3 separate regions of the Sus scrofa genome follow, and regions 2 and 3 are each linked to region 1. The links are chromatin contacts, called in public HiChIP or PLAC-seq and promoter capture Hi-C maps. All regions are on one chromosome and are shown on one strand. Each heading gives the region's core, a stretch centred on a gene start, on an enhancer-like site or on the middle of the called end of the contact. The rest is flanking DNA. Distances are from core to core; before and after follow the strand shown. Region 1 holds the start of RAB8A (RAB8A, member RAS oncogene family). Region 2 holds the start of LOC100513462 (olfactory receptor 10H1-like). Region 3 holds the start of FAM32A (family with sequence similarity 32 member A).

Evidence for each region. Promoter capture Hi-C pulls out the DNA fragments that hold promoters and counts their contacts. HiChIP or PLAC-seq counts read pairs in DNA pulled down with a chosen protein or histone mark.
Region 2: a contact with region 1 is called in a promoter capture Hi-C map of liver, with 4 times the contacts expected there. The contact joins the promoter of LOC100513462 here to the promoter of RAB8A in region 1. A contact is called at or near these places in 2 of 5 promoter capture datasets (fetal liver and liver) and 14 of 47 Hi-C or Micro-C datasets (alveolar macrophages, embryonic fibroblasts, epiblast stem cells and 8 more).
Region 3: a contact with region 1 is called in an H3K27ac HiChIP or PLAC-seq map of alveolar macrophages. The contact joins the promoter of FAM32A here to the promoter of RAB8A in region 1. A contact is called at or near these places in 1 of 5 promoter capture datasets (fetal liver), 13 of 47 Hi-C or Micro-C datasets (alveolar macrophages, blood, epiblast stem cells and 5 more) and 2 of 2 datasets of contacts at active chromatin or transcription factors (alveolar macrophages and skeletal muscle).

Annotation. Positions count from the first base shown.
Region 1 is chr2:61,448,168-61,452,197 of Sscrofa11.1, reverse strand. RAB8A (RAB8A, member RAS oncogene family) reads left to right here and starts at 1,847. Exons shown (of 8, transcript NM_001243802.1): 1 at 1,847-1,995. The coding sequence starts at 1,872.
Region 2 is chr2:61,500,776-61,504,805 of Sscrofa11.1, reverse strand. It overlaps LOC100513462 (olfactory receptor 10H1-like), which reads right to left and starts at 2,064. Exons shown (of 2, transcript XM_013994646.2): 1 at 1,756-2,064.
Region 3 is chr2:61,392,089-61,396,118 of Sscrofa11.1, reverse strand. It overlaps FAM32A (family with sequence similarity 32 member A), which reads left to right and starts at 1,868. Exons shown (of 4, transcript NM_001243887.1): 1 at 1,868-1,971; 2 at 2,084-2,225. The coding sequence starts at 1,898. The region is part of intron 1 of CIB3 (calcium and integrin-binding family member 3); the gene reads right to left.

The sequences.
Region 1 (4,030 bases), core at 598-3,097:
ATGCCTCGGGTGCGGCCCTAAAAAAAAAAACATAAAAATAAAAAACAGGATGAGAGGGATGAAAGAAAAGTGTTGGAGATGACTTGGGTTTCACTTGGTAATTAAAGACAAGCTAGTGTGAGTAGATGACAAATTCAGTGGAGGACATGATGAATTAAAGTATCTGACAGATCCAAAAGCAGGCACCCTGAAAGCATTCGGGACATGGAGTAACAGCTGGACTATGGGTTCTCTAAGAACTGAGAATCACCAGCATGGAGATGGTAGAAGCCACGGGAGTGAGTAAGATCACCATGAAAGCAAGAACAGAGGTAGAAAGAACCAAGAGAAACACCAATATCTAAGGGAAGAGCAAAAAATCCCAAAGTAGACTGCAATGGAACCTTAGAATTAGAAGCAGCACCCTGAGAAGGTAAATAGAGGGAATAAAAGAAGCAGGCAAATAACATGGGAAGAGTACAAAGAAAAAGATCTGTGAGAGGAGGTGGTCAATAGTATCAAATGCCACAGAGGCTGAATGCAGCCAGGTGGTCATTGCCTCTGGTTGGTTGAAGCTTTTCCTAACCAGAGCCAGATTAGCCAAAGAATGTGAAGTGGGACAGTGAGGAGAGGCAGCAGTCATCTTTTGTCAAGATCCTTGGGAAGCCTCCAGGCCTGATAGCCCAGAGTGACACATGGCGGTGAGTCCACCCAAGTGATGTGGCTCATCCCTACCACGCAGAAAACTATCTGATCAAGACCTTAGCCTCTGAAGCTGTTCGGTTTGAGTTCAAAAACCAATTTATCTGGTTAAGAGCCTGGGAAAGTCATTTAACCTCTCAGTCTTGTTTTCTCACCGTAAAACTTGGTGGGGGGAAGCGTGAACACACACAATAATACCTACCTCGGTGGGTTGGGGTGTGGACAAAATATTTTATAAATTTTTTTATAAGTGCTGACAACACTGGCAGGCACAGAACCAAAAGCTCTTTAGTATTCCCTCTAATTCTCACTATCCGAACTCTCTCGGCGGGTTCCAAGGCTCCAGGGTGCAACTCAGACGGCTGACTGGGTCGCGGCGGGAGAGGCTCTGGGACAAGTCCTGGGCAACCTCTAAATAGATCCAAGGGAGCATCCTGAGGAGTCCTGCGGACCTCGGGGCGCAGCTTGTGGCTGAGGCCTGGGTGTCTCTAGGAAGATCCGCTGGCCAGCGTCAAGGCCCCGGAGCAAGTCTCGAGGGGGCCTCGTTTCGACTATGACGGTACTTCTGCTCTCCTATCTCTTCGGCTCCGCCCGGTCTGACACGGAAGCCTGCAGACCGCACCACCACCGCCACGCCACATTCCCGCGCTGGACCCGACGCTAATTGAACTTGCTCCGGCCTGGAACAGCAAGAGCCAGAGAACACCCCCACCACCCGCGTGCGCCCTCTGCTGGCACACTACGGCCTTCCCGGCGCGCTTGCGCACGCTCCCCAGACCCCGCCCCAGCTTGAGGGCGCGCGGAGCCGTTGGCCCAGCTGCCCGCCCTCCCCCTCCCATCGGGGGGCGTGGCCGCCCTAGAGTCAGAGGAAGAAGGCGGGGACACAGAGATGCCATGCCCCAGCCTTGTCCCCATTTGAAGCCCCTCGACTCCTCACCACTGGCCAATCGCAGTCCGCCCTGTCCTGAGCGCCGGCCAATGAGCGGCGCCCTCAGGCCGCTTCCGGCTCTGCGCCCTGCTCGCCCCTTCCCCACGTCTTCCTGAGACGGGCGGGGCGCGGGGGCGGGCGTCGGCCGCGGTGACGCGCGGCGGGCCAGGAGCCAATGGGGGGCGGGATCGGCGCTGATGGACTGGGCCAGGGGCCAGTGGCGAGGCGCTGGCCGCACTTCCCGTCGGGGAGAGAGTGTAATATGGCGAAGACCTACGATTACCTGTTCAAGCTGCTGCTGATCGGGGACTCGGGGGTGGGGAAGACCTGTGTCCTGTTCCGCTTCTCCGAGGACGCCTTCAACTCCACTTTCATCTCCACCATAGGTAGTGGGGCCGGGAGCGCGGAAGGCCCAGGCCGGGCTCTCACCCTGAGGGCTGGGACTGAGGGAGCTGCTGAGCGGGATGGACCCGAGATCTGAGAGGGTCGAGAAGGCCGGAGCGGGAAGGAGCAGTAGCCTGCACCGCCCTTTGGGGGTTCCTGGGCCATGGGGCGGGGGTGAGGGTCAGGTACCCAATTTGCAGATGGGAATACTGAGGCCCCAATCCTCAGCCTACTTGTCAGGGAGTGTATGTCCTGGACAGAGTCTTGGCGCCCTGTCATCTTGTTCTTGCATCGGCCCTCGAAGCAGTCTTTGGGGTCTTTGACTTATAAACGTAGAAATGTGGAGTTGTCCATGGGGAAAGGACAGTGACAGGTGACATCTAACTTTATTGAGCTTTTATTGTGTGTCAGGTGCTTTACGTGCATGATCACACTTCCTGGTCCTCTGTGTCAAGTGCTGTTATGAGTTACTTTCACAGAAGAGGCATTTGAGGCTCAGGGAGACTGTACTTGCCCAAGGTCACACAGTCTACTGGTGGCAAGGATGGTATTTGTACCCAGGTGTGTTTGACCCCCCAAACTCAAGGCTCAACCGTCCCAGAGAGATGTGAGCACTCACTCCCCAGGACAAGCATAGCTGATCCATGTCTAAGCCAGGACTCCAACCCAGACCTCTCCTGCTCTTTTATAATGGAATATTCAGGGGTTGAGCCCCCTCCCTGATCCTATTTCCCCTAGAGATGAATTTCTTCTGGAAAGAATGATGAGAGGGAGTCCAGAGACTTTCCTTGCCCAGCTTTCCATCCCACTAGAGGGTAACAGAAATGGCAAGTGACAGCTGTCTGCCCTGGGACCTGTCATCCTGAGGAGATGCCAGATAAAAGCTTCAGCTTAGAAACCAAAATCAGCCACTGCCACAGACAGCCCCAACTTCCCTATCACTAGGGCCAGGACACCAGTTGTCACTTTGCAAAACAGCCTTGCCCACAGGGCCAGCCCACACTGTGGTTGAACAGAACTGACCTGTTGCTTCTCAGTTCTGACATCCACAAAAAGTGGGAGCTGACTTCTCACCAGAAAAAAGGCCATTGCCTGCATGAAAAGGTTTGACTGGGAAGTAACACCCATCAGGCAGAGTGGCCTCTAAGCTCTGCAGCCCTGCTCTGGATGGGGAAGCAGAAGAATGGTCACCAAGCCCAGGGGTTAGAAAAAAACTAGGGAGTAGGTGTTGCTTTACCCCAGTGTATGTTATCTCCCTGAACCCCACAGTGAGCTGCTAATTCCATCCTTGCCAGCCTCCAAGAGCTGCACTTTGCAAGATACTTAGGTGCCAGATGTAAAGAGAATTGGACTAGAACTCATCATGCCTGTTTCCCAGCTGCTGTTCGTCCTTTAACAAGCACTTTGCCTCTCTGAGCCGTAGGACTAGTGTTCTTTGCCTTGGCCAGTACCCTGGATGGTTGAGGATCAGAACTGTATAATGATAAGGGGGTTGTCACCACTGCCAGAGGAAGGAAGCAGAATGTCTCTTATAATGACAGTATTCTTCCCTGGGCACAGATGTTTCTGATTCCTCCCCTTCCCTAACTCCAAGGTCAAATTTTGGGGTAACCCTTCCATCCCCACCTATCAGGAAGTGATATCAACTCCTGGTAGACTGCAGCTCACCCTCAACCCAGACTTCAGTTTCCCAGAGTCAGAACCTTCCTAGTGAGATCAATTCGGAGGTTGAATTTTTTTGTTGGGTTTTAAATTCTTGACCACAAAAGCAAGGCTAGCCCTTTAGGGCTCTGAGAAGGCCGGCCTCCATTTCCAGATGAGGATGTAATTTGGGCAAGGTCATCTAAGGAGGTGGATGTGACACATGAACCCAGAATCCCTCTCTCCTACCCTGATATTCTCATTATATTTGTAAACTTCCTGCAGGCCTCTGTCTTCTAGGAAAGTTTAATTCCCTTTGACCTTGAAGTTATGGCCTCATAACTCTTGGGCCTCATAAAGTTTACACTTCCTAATTAAATTTGGTGTGTTAATAAA
Region 2 (4,030 bases), core at 815-3,314, 52 kb before region 1:
AATAAAATGAGTAAATATAATATACTTTCCTTCTCCCCTTGGGTCATCTAAGTTATATTTAATGGTTGATGCAAAAATTATGATACTGCCAACTGAGGTTCCAAATGTATGTAGAGGAAATGTTTAAAACAATTATATTATCAAAAGAGGAAGGCTAAGCTATGTAAAAGGAAGTTGCTATATTTCATTCAAACTGGTAAAATGATAAGTTTTATATATATCAATTAACTGTGATAAGCTATATATATATAATGTAACACCTATAGTAAACAATTTAAAAAAAACCTACACAAAGAGATACACTCAGAAACACTATGGAATCAATATGGAATTCTAAGGCAGGAAAAAGAAAACAGACAAGTGAAAAACAGTGAACAAATATAAACAACAAATAAAATGGCAGATTTAGGCCCATATGTATCAGTAAGTATATTAGGGGTAAAAGGCCTAAGTACATCAATTAAAAGAGATTGACAGAATATTTTTATATGTTTTATATGTTTTAAAACATAACCCAAATATATGTAGTCTACAAGAAATTCACTTCAAATATGACTGTATAGTCAAATTAAAAATAAAAGGATGGGAAAATACATATGCAAATATTAATGAAAGGAGAGCAAGTGTGACTATATTAATATCAGAGTATATTCAGAGCAAATACATTACCAGAGACAGTGACATTGTATAATGATAAAAGAAGATATAGCAACCCTAAACGCATGTGTGCCAAATAACAAAGCCGCAATATGTGTGAAGCAAAAACTGATAGAACTGAAAGGAGGAATCGACAAATCCACAATTACAGTCCAAAATTTCAACACCCCCTCTCTCAATAATTGATAGACAACTACATAGGAAATCAATGAATGATTCAAAAGAATTCAATAGCACCATCAACTAATGGGATCTATTCAACATTTATGGAATTCTCCGCCCAACAACAGGAGAAAATGTATTCTTTCAAAGTGTCCATAGAACATACACAGACCATATCATAAGACATAAAACAAACTACACCAAACTTTAAAAGAACTGAAATAATACAGAATGTATGCTCTGATCACAATGGAATCAAACTGTAACCAATAACAGAAGACAGGAGGAAAATCTTTCAAACAGTTGGAAACTAAACAATGTATTTCTAAATAATCCATAAGTCAGGGAGAAAGTCTCAAGAGAAATTTTTAAAATATAACAACTTCAAGGGAGAAGGCTCTTGAATTTTCAAACAGTTTACTTTCCACCCCTGGCATCTATGTGTCTTAATAAGAAACCTAGGAGTTCCCATCGTGGCGCAGTGGTTAATGAATCCGACTAGGAACCATGAGGTTGCGGGTTCGGTCCCTGCCCTTGCTCAGTGGGTTAAGGATCCGGCGTTGCCGTGAGCTGTGGTGTAGGTTGCAGACGCGGCTTGGATCCCGAGTTGCTGTGGCTCTGGTGTAGGCCGGTGGCTGCAGCTCCGATTGGACCCCTAGCGTGGGAACCTCCATATGCCGCAGGAGTGGCCCAAGAAATAGCAAAAAAAAAAAAAAAAGAAAACTAGACTGCTTGCTATGTCCTGTTGTTCAAGTCAGATCAACATGATGTAATCAATACTGGAACGGAGTGATAATCTGTGAGATGGATGATCAACTTAGTAAGAAGGTGACAGAGCACTGCTCTTCCTGCTAGGTGACCCTAAAATCCTTCTGGTTGTCCTTGATAATTTGTATGGAGGGAAAAAGAGTACTTGACAGATCAAAAGTTACATACCAGATACCAGGTTCCAGAGGCTATGTTGATGTGCTCCGGGTCATGTCTGGAGTAGAGACTGAACTTAGGATCACTGCTTGATTAAATTTTAAAGAATCCATAATGTCCTCCAAGATCCATATGTTTTCTTCACAGGCCCAAACAGGCAAGTTAAGCGGGAATGTGGTAGGAATCACCATCTCTGCATATTTCAAGTCTGATTTTTGAATGATCTTTTGGATTTCTGCAGGTTTTGGTAATCGGAAGAGTTTATTTGGCGCTAATAACTATGAGAGCCTTCTTCCATGAATCACATTGTCAGTGCTGGGATTCTGCCAGCTGCTGACTGTGTACATGCCAACTGTGTGTTCAGTAATTGGTTCTGAAGTCCAACTAGATCCACTGAGATAAACTCAGGTCAAAATCTCTGAACTCCATAAGCCTTGACTTTTGCTGGTGGCTCACAAAAGCATTTTGGGTCTTAAGGGAGTAGCATACACATGGGCCAGCATCTAGCAGTTCCTGAAAAGTCTACATGTTTCTCCTCTCCCTGTTAGTGGTTGTGGGTCCTCTTGAGTAACTTGTGACAGTGTTGTGGCGTTCTTTATAAAGAAAGCCCAGCCTCCATTTCACACAAGGCTGTACAGATATGGGAACTAATGCCAGTCAGAGAATTATGAATGTCCATTGTGTTGACTCAAGCTGAGTTTCTGTCCACAAGACTCATATTTCAGTCCTAAGGACACCATGACCAATTAGCTATAATCAAAGGTCCCTGTAGGTAAAAACTGGCTGATTACTTCTCCAATTCTGCTGCCCATTACTGTAATTGTGCCCTTACCATAATTGGCTGCAATTCCAGAATCCTACCATCTCTATTAAAATCAGGAATCCCTTTTCAATGAAAGCATATTCCTAGCCTGCAGAGCTTTTCAAAGGTGCTCATGTCATCATTACCGAGGCATTTCTTAATTCCTAAAGGAGAGAGTGTTTTCTGAAATTTCCTGGGGGGGTTAGGGCAAGGATGAGCAATGGGAAGCTTGCACATAATAGCCATACTTTAACTTTCCTATTTCCCTAGGATTTTTACCTTTGATTTTTACCTTTCAGTCACACCAAGTTCCTGAATCTCAGTCTTATTAAATGTATACCACAATGGCATCCAAGTTTCTCTTTGTTAACCAACTGAGCAAATTATTAGAGTGATTCCTAGCTCCCTGAACTCAGAATTCCTAATAATTTCATACATATAAATAACTGCAGGCTCATTCAATATTACCTCCTTTTTTCTTTGATATAGAACTTTTAGAATTGTTCCCCACAAATATTCCCCAGGTTTCTGTTATATAAATTAGCTGAATTTTGTTCTTATTTTGGTAGGAAACCATAGCCTCACAGACCTGAATTTGTAAAATGTCCTTTTCTATCCATATGTTTTGGGTTTCTCTGTTTCAGTGATGAGAATTTGGGTGTGACTTTGGAAATAAAAAAAACACCATGATAGGAAGTTCCCTTGTGGTGAAACAGATTAAGGATCTGGCATTGCTACAGTTGTGCCATGGGCCACAACTGCAGCTCAGTTTTGATCCCTGGCCTGGGAACTTTCACATGCTGCAGGTGCAGCCAAAAAACAAAAACAAAACAAAACAAAACACTGTGACATCAGAGAATCTATTGAGTTTCTGAGTCTTGGGTAAGCAGAATAATGCCCCCCCAAAAATATGCCTATGTTGTAATCCCCAGAGCCTGTGAATATATTAGGTTGTAGTTTAAAGAGGAAATAAAGTTGTAGATGGAATTAAGTTTGCTAACCAGCTGACCTTAAAATGAGATTATCCTAGATTATCCTTATGGGCCCAAATGTAATCAAAAGTGTCCTTAAAATTTTGAGAACTGTCGGATTTTGGTGATAGGCATACTAAGGCTCATTGTAAATCTCTCTCAGTGAAAATGATAAAAAAGTGGGGGTTACAATACTCATATCAGACAAAATAGACTTTAAAACAAAGGCTATAAAGAAAGATAAAGAAGGACACTATATAACAATAAAAGAATTCTCGATATAAGGAGAGAATATTACATCCATCAACATATATGCACCCAATATGGGAGCACCCAAATACATAAAACAAATGACAACAGACATAAAGGGAGAAATTGATGGGACTATAATAGTAGGTGATGTTAACACTCCACTCACATCAGTGGACAGATCTTTGAGACAGCAAATCAGTAAGGCAACAGAGATCATAAATAATATGGAAGAAGAGTTAGACTTAATTGACATCTTCCAGAC
Region 3 (4,030 bases), core at 619-3,118, 56 kb after region 1:
TGAATATATTTCTATATAATGGTGTTACCAAATCAAACTTGGTCCTGTCACAATCTACTGACACCAGGCTGTGATGAAGGAAAGTGCAGAGTTTATTGCAGGGCACCAAACAAGGAGTCCAGGTAGCTAGTGTTCAAAAGGCCCAAACTCTCTGTTTTAAGGGAAAGGTTTTTATTTTATATATATAAAAACACACACATACACACACATGGCTGCACCCACGGCCTGTGAAAGTTCCCAGGCTAGGGTCCAATCGGAGCTACAGCTGCCGGGCCTATGCCACAGCCACAGCAATTGCCAGATCTGAGCTGCATCTGTGACCTACACCTCAGCTCACACCCTGCAAGATCCTTAACTCACTGAGTGAAGCCAGGGTTCGTGATCAGCTCATGGACATAGTTCTGATTGGCTGGTGGTGAGTTAACTGGGAGTCAACATCGTCAACTTTTTGGTTCCAACAAGTCTGGGGTCTATATGCTTGTGGGCAGCATATAGTTATCTTCCTTCACCTGGTAGAGGTTTCAGTATCTACAAAACAGCTTAAAGGATATGGCTCAGAATATTATCTATAGCCCTTGAGGAGGAACCAAAGGCCCTTGAGTTTGTTTAATAGCTAAACCATTATTATTTTGTCTCACTTGACTGTTTTCCTTTGTTTCTGCAATTTCTCACTTCTCTGATTAAATTTACTCTTTGGAATTCAAAGGAAGCCTCGGAAGCTAAAGTTTTTCTGCAAACAAGAGGCAGGTGGAGGACATGGTGGGTGTGGGGGGTGGGTGTCTGTTCCAGTTATGTGGAATAACACTCACCAAAGAAGAAGAATGGTAATACTGTTGTACCCAACAACAGGAGGGATCTCAAACACATTATGCCCAGTGAAACTCTAACTCAAGAAAACACATGTGTTATGATTCCATGTACATGAAACATTTTTAAAAAGACATTCACAACCTATAGTGAGAGAAAACAGATTTGGAGTTGCCTGGGAAGAGGGATAGAAGGGTTAACTGGAAAGAAGAACAAAGGAATTTGGGGGTGACAAAATGTTCTATATTTTGATTGTACAGGCGATTACATAGGTGTATAAATGTGACAATATTCATGGAAGGGTACAATGTAAATGGGTGTCTTTTACTGTTTATAAATTGTACCTCAATAAAACTGATTTTAAAAAATAATTTAGGAGTTCCCACTGTGGCATAGTGAGTTAAGAGCCGGGTGTAGCTCCGTGAGGATGCAGATTCAATCCCTGCCCCTTGCTCAGCGGATTAAGGATCCAGCATTGCAGCAAGCTGCAGAGTATGTCACAGATGTGGTGTCTGTGGCATAGGCCTGCAGCTGCAGCTCCAATTCCACCCCTAGCCTAGGAACTTTCATATGCCACAGGTGCAGTGGTAAAAAGAAAAAAGACAATTCTTAAATGCCACCAACAATATATTTCACATATTACTATCATTTACCAAAAGCTGGAAAACTAACCACTACTAATTAGGTTTACAAAATTAGGTAATCTGTTGAACCCTCAAAATATGGCAATAAACTCAAGAAAACGTTGGGTTTTAGGAAACTGCTTCTCTGTCAAAGAGTGAGCGAGGAGGGTGTGGAGGATGAAAGGGCCGGGTGGTGGGGGAGGGTTGGGAGGTGGTGAATGGGCTCGGAAGTAGCACCAAGGCCGGAAGTATGGCAGGAGGCAGGATGCAGAATGCAGAGGATGTGAACTCACCTGACCTCCAGGCCCAACCCGGAACCCAGAGGTGTGGCGAACGCGGCTTCCAAGGGCGCACGCGCACCGCCTGGATAAGCCAATCAAAACAAAGGGAGGCGGGCGTTTGGGTGGAAGTTGCTTTCTCAAACAGGAAGTGTGGCATTTTTACAGCCCGAACGTCAAACCGGGTCCATGGAAGACTACGAGCAAGTCCAAAGGGGGCCCCTGAAGCTGAAAGGTGTAGCAGAGCTCGGAGTGACCAAGCGGTAAGTCCCGAGAGCCCACGGGACCCCATATTCTGCCTTTTTAAGCTTCTTCCTGAGGCCCGGGGTTGGTGCTCTGACCTGCCATTACCCTCGCTCCCACCCGTCTCCCCAGGAAGAAGAAAAAGAAGGACAAAGACAAGGCGAAACTCCTGGAAGCCATGGGAACGAGCAAAAAGAACGAAGAGGAGAAGCGGCGCGGCCTGGACAAGCGGACCCCGGCCCAGGCGGCTTTCGAAAAGATGCAGGAGAAGCGGGTAAGTTGGGTGAGGAGCCGAGGGACGCCCCGCATCTCCCGGGGTGGATTCAGAGGCAGGGCCTGGAGACTTGTAACCAGGATCTACCCCAGGACACTCCGGGGAGGGCGAGTGGCCAGAGTGGACGTTAATTACCGGGAGAAGCTACTGCCTGAGTAGAAGACAAGAGTCCGTTGCGGGGAGCTCCGAGGATAGGAAGCTTCTCTGGCGAAGTGTATTTCAGAGGGGCGGGCTAGAGATCCCGGTTTCGATTCCAGCGCGGTCCCTCATTTGCCCAAGACACTGTGGGTCAGGGACTCCTCTCTCCTTCCCTCACTTTCCTCATGTGTAGGGGTAAGGATAATGCTTTCTTCTAAGAAGAATGGAAACTTTGGATGAGGTGATGCAGGTAAATGGCATTAAGTCTGGCATGAAGTCAGTGCTTAAATGATGCTGGCTGTTGATATTAAATGGGCTGCTGTAAGTCACCACGAAGTGTTTCCACGACTTCGGCAGCTTCAGATATGTTGTGTTTTAAGGCTCTAATGAGTGGTTTTCTCTTAACATTGAATACAAGGCCCCCAACTGAGAACCACTGGCCTAGACTGATTATTTCCTCCTGCAAGCATTATGGGCTGAACTTATCTATTCTATGCCGACCTCTCATATCTCTCACCACCCAGTTTTTATTAAAAAATAAATAAGGCAGATTTTTGGAGTTCCCCGTTGTGGCTTAGTGGTTAACAGATCCAACTAGGAACCATGAGGTTGCAAGTTCGATCCTTGGCCTTGCTCAGTGGGTTAAGGATCCGGCGTTGTGGTGAGCTGTGGTGTAGGTTGCAGACGAAGCTCGGATCCTGCATTGCTGTGGCTCTGGCGTAGGCCGGCAGCTACAGCTCCCATTCGACCCCTAGCTTGGGAACCTCCATATACTGCGGGAGCAGCCCAAGAAATGGCAAAAAGACAAAAATAAATAAATAAATAAAATAAAAATAAATATAAATAAATTAAATAAAGCAGATTTCTAAAGCAGGAGATCAAAATTTTGATACTAGATGTTAAATTTGAGGTGCCAGCCAGAAATCCAAGTGGAGAATTCTCATGGACAGTTTTGATACCTGAATCTGCAGTTTGAAGGAAAGGCCTGAGCTCAGATAAATATTGGGAATTTCCCTGGGACTGGATGAGATCCTTTGAGGAGGAGTAGCGACAGACAAGAGGTCTAGGATCTGACCTCTGAGCAGAGGGTGACAGAGGGGAAAATTGCGAAGGAACACAGGACACACAGATGCCAGGAGAGACCATGTCTTTAGAAACCAAGTGGAGAAATTGCTTCCAGAGGGAAGAGTGAAATCAGCTATAATTAAAAACAAAAAAACAAAAAACTTTTTTAAAAAAAGCTGTCAATATGCAAAAAAAAAAAAAAAAAAAAAAAGGAAGAAGTGGTCAACTGTATTATATGCTGGCAGGAGGTCTAGTCAGGTGAGCACTTAGAGCCCTCAGCTGGCATTTGGAATGAGGAGGGGGGAAAAGCTGATTAGAGGGGATCCAAGTGGAGTGTGGGGAAGGGCAGAGGTGGAGACAAGGATTAGGAGTAAGTCTTGATTACCAGAGGGGAAAGGTGGGGGAAGGGATGGATTGGGAGTTTGTGATTGTCATATGCACACTATTGTATATGGAAAGGGTGGTCAGTGGGGACCTGCTATATTTAGCACATGGAACTCTATTCTTTGATAACCTATATGGAAAAAGAATCTGAAAAAAAAATGGATATGTATGTATGTATGGGTAAATGAATCACTTTACTGTACAACAGAAATTTACAT